Regions from separate parts of the Mus musculus genome. Here region 1 is linked to region 2. Evidence: chromatin contacts called from public HiChIP or PLAC-seq data. All regions are on one chromosome and are shown on one strand. The core of a region is the stretch at or near the end of the contact, and the rest is flanking DNA. Distances in the headings are between cores, read along the strand shown.

Region 1 (4,438 bases), core at 1,378-3,877, 610 kb after region 2:
TTTTGTGTTGTGAGGTGCTGTGACCCTTTAGGGAGCGTAGGGTGGCCCTGGTGCAGTGGCACAAATTTGAAAGATTCTGGGGCAGGAGATGAGGCCTGGCTACAGGAAGCACATTATGGAGAATGGACCTTATTCACAGCTATTCCTTGGCTCATTCACCATAGTAGGAAGTGCCTGGCTCTGCTGCCCCACCCACCATGACAGAATGACCTCCAACCCAAGCATGAGTCAAATCCATTCTCCCCCTAAATTCTTTGTCAGCTAGGTTGGTCCTGGACACAACACAGGTAGTGGGACTTTTTTAAGAGGTGACAATGGGGGCTGGAGAGATGGCTCAGTGGTTAAGAGCACTGACTGCTCTTCCGAAGGTCCTTAGTTCAAATCCCAGCAACCACATGGTGGCTCACAACCATCCGTAACGAGATCTGATGCCCTCTTCTGGTGTGTCTGAAGACAGCTACAGTATACTTAGATAATAATGATAAATAAATCAAGTGGGGCTGACTGGAGTGAGCAACCTTCATTCCCAGCAACCACATGATGGCTCACAACCACCAGTGCACTCATATACATAGAATAAATAAATACATAAATCTTTAAAAGAGAGAGAGAAAGAGAGGTGACAGTGGTACTAGTTGGGTGGACTTCAGGAAATTAAGGGTGTGAAGTTAAAGAGGACTTTAGGCTCTGGTTCCTGCCTTCTCTCAGTTCCAGACTGTGAAGGGAATGGGCCTTTTTGTTTTGTTTTGTTTTTCTTTTATCAGGCACTTCAGCCATGATGTACCTCTGCACAATAGCCGGAAGAGCAATGGGACCAATCAGTTATGGACCAGGCCCTGAGAAACTGTGAGCCCGAGAAAACCTTTTCCTCTCATGAGCCTGTCTCTCTCCAGTATTCATTATACTGACAGGAAGCTGAGACAGAGCAAGCTCATTCCTGGGGGAACATCACAGGCATCCTGAAAAGGCCTGGTGCAGCTCTTGTGCCATTATAGCCGGGCGAACTTGGTGCACACGAGGCCAAGAGACTCCAGCATGATCCAGGGAGCATGGCCTGCTAGCAACACATTCTGCATAAGAAATCTTCATGGTTGGCGAGATGGCTCTGTGGGTGAAGGGACAACCTGAGTTCCAACACCATAACCCAGGCAGCGCCAGAGGGGGGTGGCATGACCAGCCAGTCCTACAGAGAGACAGGAGGTAGAGACAACTGTCTGGAAGCCTGTGGAGCAGTTAGCCCAGCACACACGGTGCAGCAGCAGACACGGGTGCCTTCTGAGTGGCACTACAGAGACCCAAGCACAGAGCTGTCGCCCAGCACAGTGTGGGAACCTTGGGGTTGGACAGCCTGGGTTGGGCAGCCTGGGGTTGGGCAGCCTAGCCTACAGCAAGTCTAAGAATGCATTGGGCAGGGCATGGTTGTCTAACTCCTTTCATCCCAGCAAATCTCAGTGAGTTCAAAGCCAGCCTGATCTACATATCAAGTTCCAGGACAGCCAGAAGAGAGAGACCCTGTCTCAGAACAAAAACAAAATTAAACAAAGCAAAAGTAATGTCTTGGCAGAGCTGGAGAGAGAGCTCAGTCAGTAAAGTGCTTTCCACAAAACAATGAAGACCTGAGTTCAGTCCCCAGGCCCCACACAAGAGTGTCAGGTGTGGTGATGCATGTTGCAAGCCCATCACTGGGCAGGTGGAGACTGGTGGATCCCTGGGGGCTCGCTGGACAGTCAACCAAATTGGTGTGCTCCAGGCCATGGGAAAAATCCCATCTCAAAAGCTGAGCAGTGGCCCTAAAAATGACACTTGAGGTTGTCCTCTGACCACATGCACACAAGTGGACTGTCACATATACACACACACATACACACATGCATACATATATGTGTACACACATACATACATACATACATATACATACACACATGTGCATATAAACATATATACATATGCATATACACACATACATACATATACATGTACACATACACGTGCACACATACACACACATACACATTCACACACATATACACATTCACACCACATATACCCACATACATACATACCCACATACATACATACACATACATACATACATACATACATACACATACATATATACACACATCTACATACACACACATACACACATATATGCTTACACACACATTAATACAAAGAAAAAAATCTTAAGAGGGACCTGGTCTCCCAAGACCTATCTATCACTTTCCCTCCTCTCCCTGCTTGCTGCTGACAGAGCCCAGGTCCCCGCACCCCTCTACCCCACGTGTGTGGAGCCCCTCCTACCTCCCACCAGCAGTGCAAAGATTTTCTAGCCTGAGCCCTGAAGGATAAATGTTGTTTTTTTTATCCCCCTTCCAGGGTGCCAGAGTTCAACTCAATTTTCTCAGATTAAATAAAATTTCAAAGTGTCAGTCCCCGGCCAGCGACAAGTGTGAAGGTGGTGGATTCTCCTAACCCGATCGCCTGCCCAATTACAATTTTTAATCTATATGTAGATAATAGTGAACAAAAACCCCATAGAAATGGCAAGAGTGAGGAGGGCACTGGTTTAGTTTTAATTACTGTCAATCATGCTTAGCAACTGCAGGGACCCTGCAAGGGAGAGGAAGGCCGTAAGGCCCTGCTCTGCAGGAGCTGAGTGGGGCCCCAGGCAGCTGCTCCGGCTCCTGCCTGCCACCCCCATAGCCACCCAAGAGCAGCCAGCACTGTGGGGGGGCTTCCCACCAAGAAAGCCCCAGACCCAGGTCATATCACACATATGGGCTGATGTGATGTGACCGGCCTCGGCCTCAGCCTCCCTCCAGGCTGCTGTCTCTTCCCGCTCTCCACGCACCCTGTCTAGAACATGCCCACTTCAGTAAACGTCATTATTATGCCTTGATAGCAAAAGAAACACATGCTCCCTGGGGGAGAAAATGTGTAAAGTGGCAGAGGGAGAAACTCAGACAGAAGAAAAAAATATATATTCTCAGACCCTCCAGAGACATGGCCAATATTCTGCAAGAGTTTCCCTTGGCTGTGTGTGTCTGTTAGATAAACATATGTGTGTAGCCGGGCAGTGATGGTGCACGCCTTTAATCTCGGCACTTGGGAGGCAGAGGCAGGCGGATTTCTGAGTTCGAGGCCAGCCTGGTCTACAGAGTGAGTTCCAGGACAGCCAGGGCTACACAGAGAAACCCTGTCTCGAAAAAACAAAAATAAACAAGCAAGCAAACAAACAAACAAAAAAACCCATACGTGTGTGTGTGTTCATAGGCACACAGTGTATGCATGCATTTACATATAAATAATATACAAGTAAGTACACACAAACATATTTAACAGTAAGCATACAATAAAATATATAAATGTAATTATTCAGTAACATTATAAAATAAATATATGCCCACCCTGTGTGCATAGACTAGTGGGGATTGTGTGGCATGAGGCAGTCACATCCTTATTTAACGTTTGTTGTTGGCTTTCGTGCTGAGAATGGAGCTCGGGGCCTCCGTCTCCATGGTTGAGCACAGACCACTGAGTATGGCCCCAGGCTCCTGCTGGCTTTTGGCTAAAGTCCTCTGTGAACATCTTCTGGCCTCACAGATGTCGCTTGCAGGCATCATCTGGGTGGCTGAGGGTGCATTGTGAGTCTCACGAAGCCCCTTGTTTTGATGCGGCACAGCCTCTGGGTTCCACTTTGTAAATGCTCTCTGTGTTGTTTTACGCCCTCTAATTGCTGGGTCATGCAGAAGACTGAGTCCCGGGTCTGCCTTATGAGATCCCCATCTCTGAGCTGACCCACAGCCCGGCACTGGCCTCCTGAGCTCTCAACCTCAAATAGGCATTTTGAGGATGCTGTCTATACCCAGAGCGCACTGTGGTAAACAGAATAAGTGCAAAGATGAAACTCTTAGAGGAACGGGGATCCTAGCCCTGCAGAAACACACCTTTTAGTGAACTGCGTGCATGCTGGGCACACCAGCTGTTCCCGTCTGACAGACCTCGAGACTGGATGAACGGTTCTTAATGATGGTAGCCACAGGTGTTTCTGTGTGTGAGCCTTCACCACTGTTTGGAGTCAGGTCTGATAGAGACCTCCAGGTGTGAGGTGTGGGTCCAAAAGATTCAAGATTTTTGTTTGTTGGTTGGTTGGTTAGTTGGTTTGATTGGTTGTTTTTTAAGATTTGAGTGTGTATGTATATGTGTGCTCATGGGTGTATGTATAGGTATGTATGTATGGGTGTGTGTATAGGCGTGTATGTGTGAGTGTTCATGGGTGTGTATATAGGTGTGTGTGTGTGTGTGTGAGTGTGTTCATGGGTGTGTGTATAGGTTTGTATGTGTGTGTTCATGGGGGTGTGTATAGGTGTGTATATTCATGGGTATGTGTATAGGTGTGTGTGTGTGCGTGTTCCTAGGAGTGTATATAGGTGTG
Region 2 (4,701 bases), core at 1,148-3,647:
CCACCATGCATCAACTCATTCACCCACCCATCCACTATCCATCCATCCATCCATCCATCCACTCATCCACTCATCCACCTGTCCATCTGTCCATCCATCCATCCATCCATCCATCCATCCATCTACCATCTGTCCATCCATCTGTCTGTCCATCTGCCCATCCATCCACTCATCCTCCCACCCATCCATCCATCTATTATCCATCTATCCATCTATCTGTCCATCCAACCACCCAACTGTCCATTTGTCCATCCATCCATCCACCCAACATCTCACTCATCTACCCATTTGATGATCATTTGCAAAGATCCTGCAGAAGGTAGTGACACACAGTTCCCACAGTAAGAGATATGTTGATGGTGTTATGGGAAAGCAGAGTGTGTGTCCCTTGACCCTCACAGAGCCAGTGAAGTGGGTCTGTGGATGGGAGCACACAGCCATCATCATCACCATCATCATCATCGTCATCGTCATCACTGTCATCATCATCAACATCATCATCTCCATGTTTCCTTTTCTCTGGGGTTCCACAGGTGGCAGAAAGAGCATCACCACAAGAACCTCCATCTGGAACCTCCCTGTGGGCTTTTCTGGGTGGGCTGCCTCAGCTATCTCAGTCCTGGGGTGTAGAATACCAGATACCAGGGCTGAAGTGTGTGTGACAGTGTTCCAGGTGACGCTGAGTGAAGACTTTGGGAAGGACTGCGGTGGGCGCAGGGCAGGTTCAGCGGCTGTAGCTACACAGGAAACACCTTTGCTGCTGCTGCTCAGGCTGGTCTCCACCACACAACCTCCGTGCCCAGAATAGCTGCTGGGCCCGGGCTGCTAGCTTGTGGTCTGAGCTTTCTTTGGCTCTGTAGGCTCCTGAGCTTGGAGAATGAAGGGGGCTTTGCACAGGAGAGGAAGTGGCCTGTTCTGTATGACCCTTCCTCCATCTGCAGACTGGGGTATGAGCAGGTTGCTTCCTCTTGGGGAGTTTCCAAGTTTCTAAGTACTCCTTTTTCTTGTTGCAGGAGGAGCACCCTTCTTAGGGTGCTTGGAGAATCTCCAAGGTAGGCTGTGTGTGTGGGGATCCGCAGGCTGATGCAAGGTGAGTGTGGGCACATACCAGCTGAGTCTTCAGCTCTAACAAACCTTTGGAACTTAAGTGCTCCCCAGCCCCCCCACACAGAACCTGTAAAAGGCAGAACGATGCTACCCTGGGATGGACACCAGAGGGCATCCAACCTCAGGAAAGCCAGTCTGCCCAGCTGCTGTGTGATCTTTGGCCGAATGCATACCCTCTCTGGGCTTTTTGGGAGATCTGGGCAAGATGCCAGCACGAATTCTTGCTCTGGGTTGATTCTGAGAGTCCATTGTTGTCTGGGTTGGTGAATTTATCTTGTGAAGATCCCGATTAAGAGTCTGTCCGCCTCAGTTCCTGTCTTTCTAGAGTTTTCTCAAGTGTTCACTGAGAGAATTGTTCACGATGCCGCACAGAATGAGCTGAGGTTCTGAGGGGACCCTTTGCTTAAACCGGGCCCTCAGGGCTCTCGGGTATGAACACTGTTTCCTGTCAGCTTGAGGGAAGTCCATGAGAAAAAGATAAAAGATGCTACGCTGGTGCAGGCCCTCAGCACTGCTGCCATCACCAGGGTAGAGCCTAGCTCCCCCTCCCCTCCCCCACCCCACGCCCTCCCTTCCGGTTTCTCTCCCTTCCTCCCTCATAGTCATCCTCTCCCTTGGTCAGTCCTTCATCAAGTTATTTGTTCACTCAACAAACACGGTTGGGAGTTTGCAGTTCCACTTCAAACAGAGAAGTCGGTCAACTAAGACGTGGCATGTCAGCCTAGTTTCAGTAGCTGTGCCACAGCAGCAGGCTCCATAAGCTCCCTTGTCCTCCTTGGACCCCATTTCCTCTAATAGCACAGGGAGATGGGGCTTGTGGGGCACGGGAAGGCTTGCTGCCTTGTAAGATGTTTTGGCTGTTATTTTGGTGGGGAGATCAGGCCTCGTGTGCAGAGATGGGGACTCTCTGGGTAGTCTCTGGAGCGGCCCCCTTGGCCCCTGTGAACGGGGAGCTGCAGGGGTGCAGACTCTGAGAAGCAATCCGTGAAATCTGGGCGCACGCGGAGCCACAGAGCAAGGGCTGGGTGGATGCAGAGGGGCCTTTGATGGGCTTTTGGGCTGCGTAATTAACTGTAACCGAAATATTATTTGATCTTTTATGTGGAAAATCAAATTGTGTTGTGTCAGACGGGCATAAATACACCACGGTTTGCGCTGCTGGGCCCTCCCCGCCGGCGGCCCCCCCGCCCCTCAGCCATGGAAACACAATTCTCGCCTTTTAAACTCGCCTTTGTCTGGCCCTGAAAGGCTACATTGTCCAGAGGAAGAGCGGGCAGGGTTGGGGCCCAGAATGGGGCTGCAGAGGGGTCCAGCCCCAGACAGGGCTGCTGGGGCTCAGCCTCTGTAGCGTCTCTCCCTGGTCTGGGCAACCTTGGGCAAAGAGCCTCATTTTTTCCCCCTGGGTCCTGAGGCCCGAGCCGCCCCCCCAGCCCCCCCAGCCCCCCCCCCCCCCCGTCCTCCTTGCAGAAAGCCATTATGGGGGCAGCCCCAGCTCTGAAAGCAGTTTGACATGCTGGCTGCTACTTTTACACACGTGATGAAGCTCAGCAGGTGACCTGGGTATTGTAGGTCACTCCTCCCTGGAAGCTAGGGAAGGAGAGGAAGGTAGGGGAAAAGGGAGGAGAGGGAGGAGGGGGTACAGCCTAGGATCTGGAACAAGGGTGGGCTCAAGTTACATCAGGGTTACTTAGCAGCTTGATGGCCTCTCTGGGCCTCAGTTTCCCCATATGTAGGGTGAAGGCATCCTCTAACACACAGTAATCTTGCTTCTTCAGCCTTCATAGGGCTGTACCTTGCCTGGGTTTTAGTGAAACATTTGCAGTGCTGGAGATGGATGCAGAGACCTCAGCCTGGTGAAACAGGCACTGTGTCCTGTTCTAGTCCTGTGGGGACCTTGCTGGCTCGGCAGAACTTACTTTTCTAGAGATTTCTGGCCCCTCCTCTGTTTTCTCCTGTGTCCTGTCTCAGCAGCTCTATATTCCCTGTGAGGAGCCCAGTAAGCTCTCAGATGTAGCTTCTCAGAGGCTGGAACAGCACCAGGCACAGAATGCGCAGCCTGGAGTTGGAGCCGCATTTGCACCCAGAGCAGTCTGGCTCCAAGACCCAGGTTCTTCTTCAACCCCAAGACAGAGGTCTCATTCCTCCCCCCACCCCACCCACTACAGGAAAAACTGGGACCAGGCTGGAGGAATCTGAGATGGCCTAGTGAAAACACCGTGAGTTGGAGCCAGGCCAAACCAAACATCCTGGAATTAAAAAAATAAACATGGGAGAAAGAGAGCGAGAGCAAGCGAGAGCGAGTGAGCGAGAGAGAGAAAGAGAGAGAGAGAGAGAGAGAGAGAGAGACTGGGGAGGGAGGGAGAGGGTGATTGTCTGAACCTGTAACTCTGACTTCAGTAGTAGAGGGGCCTTCTCTCTGTTGGGGGTGCTAGGCTTACAGATCTCAAAGAGACCAGAGACCGTACTTCAGGAAAAAATGGAGGCGTGGGGGGGCACCTTAGGAAACTGAGCCTAGCTCACACCCATCTCCAAAAGCTCAGCACTAACTAGTACTAGCTGGATATGGTGGGGTGGGAACTCCATGTACCTAGTACCTTCCCTGTGCACTCAAGGAGGTCTTCAGTGCAGGCAGCTCTCCTGGGCTCTTGTCTGACCCCACAGCACCGAGGTGGGAATCTGGATTTTATGTGTCTATGGAATTCTTCTAAAAGTTTGTTGGGGGGGGGCTGGAGAGATGTCTCAGCAGTTAAGAGTGCTTGTAGAATACCTGTCCCCAGCATCTATCTGCATGACCGCTCACAACCCTCTATAATTCCAGTTCCGAGGGACCCGATGCCCTCTTCTGGCCTCCGTAGGCACCAGCCACACACATGGTACACACATGTACTTGCAGGCAAAATGCTCATACACACAAGATAAAAATAAACGAACCTAAAAATAACATTTTAAACTTTTAAGATAAAGGTTCTTTGGGGAGGGGGGGGGTTGTCAAGATGGTTCATCTGCGGTCAGGCTTAAGAGAACTCCCAAAAGTTGTCCCCTGATTTCCACAGGCGGACCCGTGAAATGAGTGTTCCTGTGGGTATGCTCATGCAAAAACACACATACACACTAAATGAATTAACCATGTTTTAATATATTACTTGGGCTGGAGAGATGGTTCAGTGGTTAAGAGCACTGGCTGCTCTTCCAGAGGACCAGGGTTTGATTCCCAGCAACCACATGGTGTCTCACATCCATCTGCAACTCCAGTTCCAGGGGATCCAACACTCTCTTCTGACCTCTACAGGTACTAGGCACACATGTGGTGCACAGCCATGCATGCATGCCCAACACCTGTATGTGCAAAATAAAAATAAAAGCTTTAGAAAAGAATCCTTTGGATTCCAAAGGAAATTGAATCGTTTCTAACCCCCTAAGAGAATGGGGCTTCTGAGAGGGGATGAGTCAGCTTAGTACAGAGAGAAACTGAGGCACCAGGAGGAAGCTGAGGTTCCGGGGGATCAGGCCCCTCAAGGACACAAGAGCTAAAGCCCACAAGGCTCACAGTGTGACAGGGTGCTGAGTCCCCCCAAAAAGCCCAGGGTCACCTGG

The links. HiChIP or PLAC-seq counts read pairs in DNA pulled down with a chosen protein or histone mark.
Region 1: an H3K4me3 HiChIP or PLAC-seq map of embryonic basal ganglia shows a contact between it and region 2, with 4 times the contacts expected there. The contact joins two enhancer-like sites. A contact is called at or near these places in 5 of 484 Hi-C or Micro-C datasets (cerebellar granule neurons, cortical neurons, embryonic stem cells and 2 more), 5 of 115 datasets of contacts at active chromatin or transcription factors (embryonic basal ganglia, embryonic forebrain, embryonic hindbrain and 2 more) and 1 of 9 other capture datasets (embryonic stem cells).

Annotation. Positions count from the first base shown.
Region 1 is chr5:112,164,329-112,168,766 of GRCm38.p6, forward strand. 1700016B01Rik (RIKEN cDNA 1700016B01 gene) reads left to right here. Exons shown (of 2, transcript NR_166436.1): 2 at 765-919. Among named protein-coding and RNA genes, the nearest start is that of 1700016B01Rik, 10 kb to the left of the region's middle. Within about 2 kb of position 2,628, at least 9 of the 459 cell types and tissues checked have an H3K27ac peak or open chromatin away from gene starts, as enhancers often do. A contact at or near this core is called in embryonic basal ganglia and embryonic forebrain, where this site is marked.
Region 2 is chr5:111,552,839-111,557,539 of GRCm38.p6, forward strand. Gm36274 (a long non-coding RNA gene) reads right to left here. Exons shown (of 3, transcript XR_880576.2): 2 at 4,698-4,701; 3 at 4,382-4,443. Among named protein-coding and RNA genes, the nearest start is that of Gm36274, 6.8 kb to the right of the region's middle. Within about 2 kb of position 2,398, at least 79 of the 459 cell types and tissues checked have an H3K27ac peak or open chromatin away from gene starts, as enhancers often do. A contact at or near this core is called in embryonic basal ganglia and embryonic forebrain, where this site is marked.